Regions from separate parts of the Oryctolagus cuniculus genome. Here region 1 is linked to region 2. The links are chromatin contacts, called in public Micro-C maps. All regions are on one chromosome and are shown on one strand. The core of a region is the stretch at or near the end of the contact, and the rest is flanking DNA. Distances in the headings are between cores, read along the strand shown. Region 1 holds the start of LRCH4 (leucine rich repeats and calponin homology domain containing 4). Region 2 holds the start of PPP1R35 (protein phosphatase 1 regulatory subunit 35).

Region 1 (4,490 bases), core at 734-3,233, 150 kb before region 2:
TGTTCCTGGCAGACGAGGCCTGTACTTTCGGGACCTGCAGGAGGTTTTCCCACTTGAGGCCCTTGTAGCACCGATGCTGCAAAGAAACACTGCAGAACCCTTGACGCCTGAGCAGGCTGGGGCCTCTTGGGGACCCGGGCCAGGCCCACCCAGCTCACAAAAGCATGCACGGGATGGGAGTGGGAACAGTTCAGCACAAATTCTGCACAGTCTCGCGAAAGGCTAAAGCAGACCGCGTTCTTAGTATGGACACTGCACGTGTGAAGACAACCTAGTGAGGTAGGAGAAAGGGATGACCTGACTGTGACAGCTTAGGACACCTCCCAGAATCTGAGCTCTTAGCTTTGTCTTATGGGGGGCGGGCGGGGGGGGGCATTTACGAGGAGAAAGCACAGGAGCTGGTGTTGTAGCCATCCAGGTAGGGGCCAGAGATGTGCACCAATAAGTCCCAGGCGTCGCTGACTCTTCCAGGGGCCCATAGCAACCCAGTCCTGCTGGCCAGCGAGCTCCTCTGTGCAGGGCTGCATAGACCGTTTCGTTAGCTGCGCTGGCGAACAAGCTGTCCACCACGCCATCTGACTCCCTTGCTCACGGTGACAAGCAAACACCTAGTTTGCAACACCCAAGATGGAATGTTCACTTAACAGATGTTCAGGAAATCAGCAGTAGGGACGCAGCGTCATCAGCCATCCTGTGGCTGGGCCACGGACAGCACAGAAGTGGCCTCTCGGTCGCTGATGGCGCTACCAGGATGCTACCAACTCCGAGAAGGCCATGTTTTGTCTCGCATCTCAGTCCCCCTCCTCTTTCTCCATTTTAGCCCATGGAGCAAGCAAGAGGTGGTGTCACTGTACAAAGTGGGGGGGGGGGGGCGCTGCGTGGAGCACTGGGGGTTGTCAGGAACTTGCAGGCTGCCCTCTGCCTCAGTTTCCTGATTTGGAAAACGAAGAACTTGTTCTCATTCTGTCACGGGGCTAGTGTAGGCTCACAGCGGGTTAAGCCCGGGCTGTAACCCCATCGTCCCACATGAGCGCCAGTTCGAATCCCGACTGCTCTACTTCCCAGCCTGCTCCCTGCTAAGGTGCCCGAGAAAGCGGTGGACGATGGCGCGAGTTCTTGGGCCCCCGCCATCCATGTGGGAGACGCGAATGGAGTTCCAGGCTCCTGGCTTCCGTCTGGTCCTGCCCCGACAGCTGTGGGCATCTGGGAAGTGAACCAGTGGACGGAAGATCTCTGTCTCTCCCTCTCTTAAAAACAGAAAGCCCAGGTCTGGTCATCACGACTGCGGCCGCGCGGAGCTGCTCGGGCTGGGTGTCTACAGCCCCCAGGAAGCCGCCCGCCCGGGACCCGAGATCCTAGCGGCCCCTCAGCCTCCGCAGCCAGAAACGGTCCCCGCGGTCCCTTCGGCTGCGACAACGGCCTGCACACTGGCTCCCTGGCTAGCTCCCTAACGCGTCCAGCGTGCGCCACGCTACTTCAGCCCCCGCACTGCTCTCTCTCGGCCAACCCGGCACGCCTCCCTCACATTCTTTACCTCAAAGTTCTAGCTCACCCGCCTCCTCCTTAGCGAAGGGACCGCCTTCTCGCCCATGCTACTGGTAGGTAGGCCCGTCCCTCAGAGAAAGAGGCTGGGCCTGATTTCCTCCGAAGGATCTAATTGGTCTTCTCGACAATCACTCGTCTGTATCTGGCTTGCAATTGGATTTCCTTGGACGAAGCCCTGGGCGGCCTGCGGCTTCTAGTCTCCGCCTCTATTCCATCTAGAGGAGCCCCGTCGTCCCCGCCTCCCGGTTGGACCTGATTGGCTCCATCGCAAGCCATCTAAGCACGGTGATTGGATACGGCTGCGCGGGGCGGGCTGGGCTTGGAGCGTCGGCCGTTAGCGTGCGCTCCATTCTAGTCCCCCTCCCATCCCGCTCCGGGCTCCGGGCACAGAGGCTCCGCCCCCCGGCGGGCTCTGATTAGCCGCTTCCGTCGCGTCTCGGGCCCACGATTGGTCCGCTGGTCCGTGACCCCGCTTCCTCCCCCTCGAGACGACTACGGCAGCCCCGAGGAGGGGGAGGGGGACGGAGGGACGGCCGGTCCCGTCAGTCAGGCCGCGGGAGCCGCCGGGAGCGGATGGCGGCGGCGGTAGCGGCCCCACTCGCCGCCGGTGGTGAGGAGGCGACGGCCACGATCTCCGTGCCAGGGTCTCCTGGTCTGCCCGGGAGCCGCAGTGCAGAGCGGGCCCTAGAGGAGGCCGTGGCCACCGGGACCCTGAACCTGTCTAACCGGCGCTTGAAGCACTTCCCCCGGGGCGCGGCCCGCAGCTACGACCTGTCCGACATCACCCAGGCTGGTGAGTGGCTCGGGCCCCGGGCCCCGGGCCCGACTGGGACCATCATTTGCATAGCCTCGCCCCCACTCTTGCCCCGCCCCTCCGGGAGCCCAGCCCGCCCCTTCACCTGGCTGTCGGGAGCCCCCGCCGCTCCCGAGTGACATCAGCCTGCGAACACCCCCTCCCCGTTGTAGGACCCCTTAGACAATGAACACTTTCCTCGGTTGCACTGGACGCCTAGCGTTTCGGGCCTTGCGTTGTCAGGCACTCGCTTTATTTGCATACCTGCGCACCTGTAGAAGGGTCCCGCCCCTCACCTGGTTGGTTCATTTGCATGACCTTCCACCTCAGTTCTGATCGTTCCATAAAGCAGCCTCCGCGAGCGCCTCTAACCATTCCTTCTGCAACTCCTGCCCCCTTTTCACCGAGATCCGAGCAGCCCCGGGCACCCCCTTGGCGTGCCTGGTGGTCCCGGACCACCTGATGCATCTGCTTGCTTTGCCGGGGTCCCGCCCACCAAGGTCCCCCAGCCAGCCAATGGGAAAGGAGCAGGTCTCCGGGCTCCCCTCACTCTTTTCTCCCTAAGCTCTTCCGCCTGTTTGCCCGAGCCCTCGTCCCAGGCTTTTCCTCGTCCCCGCGCTGTGAGGTCACTGCGGGGCCTGTGACTTCATAGGTGTCCTGGAATTCCCATGGCAGTTTCTGCTTTCCCAAGGGGGAGGAACTGAGGCAGTGGCTGAGAGGAGGGAGGGCTGGCAGTGCCGGGCCAGCTCAGGGCTCCCCTCCACCCTCGTGCCTGTTGGTGCTAGGGGGTGGGAGACTCTGCCGTGACAGGTGAGTCAGGCCACAGCTGCCCAGGACGCAGCCTCTGCTCTGGCGCTGGCAGCTGGGGGGTGGGGACCAGGAGCAGGGCGGAGGCCCGCATTCCCTGCTGGGGTGTGAAGAGGCCTCCCTCGGCCTCTCCTCCCTCAGTGGGGCTGGGCCGAGGAGCGCATTGCTTCTCCAGCAGGTGCCGGCTCACCTGCGTGGGTCGTGGGTCGGCTGGCCTGGACACGCTGTCGCCCTTTCAGCCTCTCCGCTTGCCTCGCTGGCTGTGCAGTGAGTTGGGGAACGGGGTGAGCCCCAGGGGCCGTTCCCATCCCTCAGTCCTGCCCCCCCCAACCCCCAGCTCCAGATTGACCTCAGCAGCTGTGTGACACTCGCCCCTCCCCCTCGCTTGTTTTTTGACAAAGACCAAATGTTATTCTTTACTTCCTCAGGGCTCTGGCTCAGTGAGTGGACTCTTGGGGAAAACTACCCAGAACTCCCAGCTCCCGCCCCCCCCCCCCCAGCATTCCGGCTCTGGGTGCAGCAGATGCTTCTGTGTGCTCTCTGGGGAGGTCCCAGCTTCCTGAGAATCCCCAGCAGTTAGCCCTTTGGGGCCCAGGTTCGAGACCAGGTGGGGTCCATCTCGGGTCCAGAACGCTCTCCTCGGTGCCCCTCCCCACCGCAGGGCACTCATGGCCTGGGGCAGAAAGGGGAAGTGACACAAACAAAGCTGCCCATACCCCGTCCCGAAAGGCTGCTTGCCCACCACCCAGACAGGAGGCCTCCGAGCTCCGCTGCCCCAGCCACTCTGAACACCCCCTCGCCATCCCTGTCTCCCCGGGGCCGGTCCTGATATCCCCTGGACTCTGTTCCCTGGCGGGGGGAGGGGTGCCTCCAGCAAAGGAGAAGTATGGCTCCTTCTCTCACAGACCACATCCTGTGCCCCGTGCCCTGCCTCCTCCAGCACGGGCTCCCTTCCGCTCCTAGCTTTTGCCCCCGCCTCTGCTCGCCCCATCCGAACTTGGCCTCTTCACCCACGAGTGCACACGCAAACACAGTTGTGGACAGAGAAAGCGGGCAGGTGGAGGGCGCGGGTGGGGAGACCGGATGCAGCCCTCCCACCCTCTCCGGAACTGACTTCTGCTGCTGGGTCTCCTGTCTGTGTGCACCAGGGCTGGGGCAGAGACAGGGAGAGCAGCGCCCAAGGCATCAGGCTGTGAGCCACCCCGGCGAACACAGGGCCCAGCGCGCGGTTGTCTCTACTGTGTTTCCTGTCACAAGACTCATTTCCTTGGGGGATATACCCCAGCTCCCCCCCCCCACACACCAGCTTGGGCTCGCCCCTCCCTGAGGAGGCCCTTGAAGAAGC
Region 2 (4,619 bases), core at 29-2,528:
GAGCCAGGTGCTTATCCTGGTCTCCCATGGGGTGCAGGGCCCAAGCACCTGGGCCATCCTCCACTGCACTCCCGGGCCACAGCAGAGAGCTGGCCTGGAAGAGGGGCAACCGGGACAGAATCCGGCGCCCTAACCGGGACTAGAACCTGGTGTGCCGGTGCCGCAAGGCGGAGGATTAGCCTAGTGAGCCGCGGCGCCGGCCAATATAGGTAGTTTTAACTTAAGGCAAAACACACCATGAATTCATCTAGATTTCTATCCAAATGTAAGACTACAGAGATTTTACATATTAACTTTACATCTCCATCTCCTTTACCAAAATAACATCAACACTATCTTTTTTTTTTTTTTTAATTTGTTCATTTCAAAGACAGAGTTACAGAGAGGGAGAGGCAGAGGCAGAGAGAGGTCTTCCATCCGCTGGTTCACTCCCCAAATGGCCGCAACAGTTGGAGGTGAGCTGATCTGAAGCCAGGAGCCAGAAGCTTCTTCTGGGACTTCCTCATGGGTGCAGGGGCCCAAGGACTTGGGCCATCTTCTACTGCTTTCCTAGGCCATAGCAGAGAGCTGGATCAGAAGTGGGGTAGCTGGGACTTGAACCGGCACCCATATAGGATGTTGGCACTGCAGGTGGCGGATTTACCTGCTATGCCACAGTGCTGGCCCCTAAAAATTAGTTTTAGTTTCAGAAGAGTTCTCTTCTGTGTAATTATACCATCAACTGTGTAGTTATACCATCAACTAGATACACTTTTAGGTTAGTTTCACTCTGGTTTCTAGAGAATTTCAGAATTTTTATCATTTACAATCATATAAAATACATACATTTCCAAAGCCAAATATCCAAAATATAATGAGACATCTAGCCTCTCCTCTCTTCGTTCTTTCCTCATAAAAGTCATCATTAAAACGTAGACATATTTCGTTTAAAAAAATAAGTATATTTGTTTATCCACCCCCTTTTACGATTGAATAGGGGAGATAATGGACATATTTAAAAGTCTGAGAGGCACAGGGACAGAGAGCTGCCTTGTGCCAGTCCACTCCTCAAACGTCCACAGCGGCCAGGACTGGGCCTGGCCACGGTGGGCTCAGGGGACCCCATCCTGCTCACCCCGGGGGTGGCAGGGGCCCAGCAACTTGAGCCATCACCAGCAGCCTCTCAAAGGCGCACCTCTGCGGGAAGCTGGAATCCGAGCAGGGATCAGGGCATCCCGTCCCAGCGTCTTAAACAGCCCCCCGACATTTTCATATTCCTTATTTTTAGAGGCTTTTAGAAATTGAGGTCCTCCTTTATTTAAAACACACAAAAAACTGCACTCAGCGAAGAGATTTGTTTTATTTATTTATTTATTTATTTGGACAGGCAGAGTGGACAGTGAGAGAGAGAGAGACAGAGAGAAAGGTCTTCCTTTTTGCCGTTGGTTCACCCTCCAATGGCCGCCGCGGCCGGCGCGCTGCGGCCGGCGCACCGCGCTGATCCGATGGCAGGAGCCAGGAGCCAGGTGCTTTTCCTGGTCTCCCATGGGGTGCAGGGCCCAAGCACCTGGGCCATCCTCCACTGCACTCCCTGGCCACAGCAGAGGGCTGGCCTGGAAGAGGGGCAACCGGGACAGAATCCGGCGCCCCAACCGGGACTAGAACCCGGTGTGCCGGCGCCGCTAGGCGGAGGATTAGCCTAGTGAGCCGCGGCGCCGGCCAAGATTTGTTTTTAAAATAGATGAACACTTTAGGGAATTCTCGAAGGAGAAAAAAAAAAAAAAAAATCCCGGGAGAGCGCCCGGGGCTGGCGGCAGCGAGCCCCGCCCCGCGCGTACAGGGAAGCTCCGGTCCCAAACCAGAGGCCACGGGACACCGGGAGATGCCGTGGGGCGGTCGAGAAGCGGAAGCACTAGATCGTTAGGTTAAAGCTGCCCCACGTGGATCCCCAACAGGGAGGGCTGACACACTCGGCCCTCCTCAGAAGCCGGGAGAAGGGAGCAACCGGCAAAGAACGCCGCGAAGGAGAAATGGCCCAGATGAGGACCCGTAGGGCTTCTACTCGGCTCCGCTCGAAGCCCCGACTTGGCGGAAGCTGGGGGGCGGGACAACGGAAGTGACGATTGGCAGCGCCGTAGGGTGGGCGGGGCGCGCCCGCTCCGGTGGTGGAGCGCTAACGGTTTCCGGCTGCCGTGCCGGGGAGGGGAGGGGGAAGCGCAGGGGCGAGGCTGTGTGCTCGTGACCCTTGGCCCGTGCGCCCCCCTGCACCCCCGCAGTTACTCCGACATGCTGGGCTGTGGGGAGTCAGAGCTGGAGTCGGTGGAAGGGGATGAAGCCGTGGTGGCCCCAGGACTGCCCCCAGAACCCCGGGCCCCGGAGCCGCGAGCCCCACTACCGGAGCCCGGCCTGGATCTGAGCCTGAGTCCGCGTCCGGAGAGCCCCGAGCCGCGCAGCGGCAGCCCCAGACGGCCGAAGGGGCAGGCGGAGCGGCGGGGTGGGGCTCGGAGGGGGCGGCAGGTGAGCGGCGGGAGCGCCCGGCCCCCGGCCCGCCGCCGGGCCCGCGCCCACCCCTTCACGGCCCCGCTCTCCGCTTCCAGGTCCGGTTCCGCCTGGCGCCGCCCTCCCCGGCCCGGCCCGAGGCGCCGCGGGAGCTCGAGCACCCCGCGCTGCACAGCAGCCTGGCCCTGGGCCTCGAGCTGCGGGCCGCGCGCGCTGCGGCGGGGGCTCAGTTCGACGCCGCGAAGGCCGTGGAGGAACAGCTGAGGAAGTCGTTCCGGCTCCGCTGCGGTGTGGAGGACAGCGTGAGCGAGGGTGAGGGGCGCAGGCGGCCGGCCGGGGCCGGGGCCGGGAGCAGGCGGCCCGCGCTCCGCTTACCGTCGGCCCTCCTGCGCACCCAGGCTTGAACGTGCCGCGCTCCAGGCGGCTCTTCCGGGACCTGGTGAGCCTGCAGGTGCCGGAGGAGCAGGTTCTGAACGCCGCCCTCAGGGAGAAGCTGGCGCTCCTGCCGCCCCAGGCTCGAGTGCCGCCCCCAAAGGTGGGCTTTCCCCCCAGTGCCCTCCCCCCCACCGCGGCAAATCCCCCCGGCCCCTCCTCCCCGAGTGTGAGCCTGCCTCGGACCCCAACTTCCAACAGGAGCCTCCGGGGCCAGGGCCAGACATGACCATTTTGTGCGACCCAGAGACGCTGGTCTACGAAGCTCCACACCTGCCCCTGGACGGGCTGCCCCCGCTCCGCCTTCAGCCCCGGCGCCGCCCTCCGGAAGACACCTTCCTCATGCATCGGACGCTCAGGCGATGGGAGGCTTAGTCCGAGGACCCGGGCTGCTGGGTCCTGTTTTTGTGTTGCTATTTTTTCAGAATAAAGTTGTTTGGCTAACAAATGGGACGCTTCAGATGGGGCCGAAGTCCCTCCAGGGCTTTGTCCACTTAGCTCCAGCTTGGAAGCTCCTGGGGAGTTTTGGGCCCTCATGTTTAGGACCTTGGTTAAGTGATGTCAAGCGAAAAACACTGCCAGTCAGGGGCCTAGATGCTGTACCTCCCCTCGCCTCACCATTATTTCAGAAATGTGGGTCCCAGCCCATTAGGCTCCCGATTATCTGCCTCAAGAGGCGTGCAGGGGGCACCAGCGCTGTGGCAATTAACGTGGTGCTGGTGTCCACATACGTGCCGGTTCGTGTCCTGGTTACTCCTCTTCCAATCCTGCTGCTAAGGCCTGGGAAAGCAGCGGAAGCGGCCCAAGTCCTTGGGCCCCTGCACCCATGTAGGAGACCCAGAAGAAGCTCCTGGCTTCAGATCAGCCCAGCTCTGCCTGTTGCCACCATCTGGGGTGTGAACCAGCAGATGGAAGACCCCTCTCCCTGCCTGTAACTCTTAAATAAATAAATCCTTGAAAGAAAAAACAGACCAAAAGGCGGCATGCAGGTAGCTACTTGCACTCACACTGAAAGCATCTCCTTGCTTGTTACCTGTAAGGGCCTTGCCCAGCTAATGTGCACCTGACCCAAGGACGTTTGGTACTGGCTGAGTCAGTGTTCGGTACTGGCTGAGTCAGTGTTCAAAGCTTGCAGTAACCTCTGACGTGCTTGCTGTTAAATGCCTGGGAGCTTACCCGAGGGCACACAAAAGGTGGTCATCCCAGAGCCAGTGAGTGGCTCTGGTGCAAGGTCCTTTTTCTACCACCACTCAGCTCCAGGTCAGCCTTCTGCACCAAGTTCCCCCACAAAAAAACGGGTCAATCAGGTTTTTCAGAGAAGCCGGACTCGTTTGCCGTCTCACATCAAAGCCTGCATCAGCCGTCTCTTCCCGACAGGACTCTGTGTACTTACCTGCAGGAGGATCTCTGCAGCACAGGTCCTGCTGGGAGGTGCCATCTGTCCCACCAGGTAGAAAGTGCTGGACACAGGTGTGGGGGCCACTGCCCTAGACATCAAGTTTATTGTGCTGTTCTCACATTCAAAATCCAACCCCCTCTTCCCACTGGGGGACAGCGGAGGGAGGATCTTCACAGTACCTGCGTGCCTCCCTGCAAGCTTCCCCGTCTGACCCTCAGACCGCCTATCCGTGGTCCACTGAAATGCAGCTAGGGACACAGGCCGAGGAGAAATGGGCTTCTCCTTGGGAGAATGGGAGGAAAGGGCTTGA

Evidence for each region. Hi-C and Micro-C count contacts between places; a contact is called where the count stands out from the background.
Region 1: a Micro-C map of ear pinna shows a contact between it and region 2, with 3 times the contacts expected there. The contact joins the promoter of LRCH4 here to the promoter of PPP1R35 in region 2. A contact is called at or near these places in 2 of 6 Hi-C or Micro-C datasets (ear pinna and an unstated tissue).

The regions. Positions count from the first base shown.
Region 1 is chr19:42,795,804-42,800,293 of mOryCun1.1, reverse strand. It overlaps LRCH4 (leucine rich repeats and calponin homology domain containing 4), which reads left to right and starts at 1,983. Exons shown (of 18, transcript XM_051847704.2): 1 at 1,983-2,338. The coding sequence starts at 2,119. FBXO24 (F-box protein 24) reads right to left here and starts at 1,884. Exons shown (of 10, transcript XM_017342581.3): 1 at 1,553-1,884. The coding sequence starts at 1,591.
Region 2 is chr19:42,646,640-42,651,258 of mOryCun1.1, reverse strand. It overlaps PPP1R35 (protein phosphatase 1 regulatory subunit 35), which reads left to right and starts at 1,278. Exons shown (of 3, transcript XM_070064436.1): 1 at 1,278-2,496; 2 at 2,577-2,790; 3 at 3,112-3,879. The coding sequence starts at 2,266. The coding sequence ends at 3,845. It overlaps MEPCE (methylphosphate capping enzyme), which reads right to left. Exons shown (of 4, transcript XM_051847720.2): 4 at 4,384-4,619.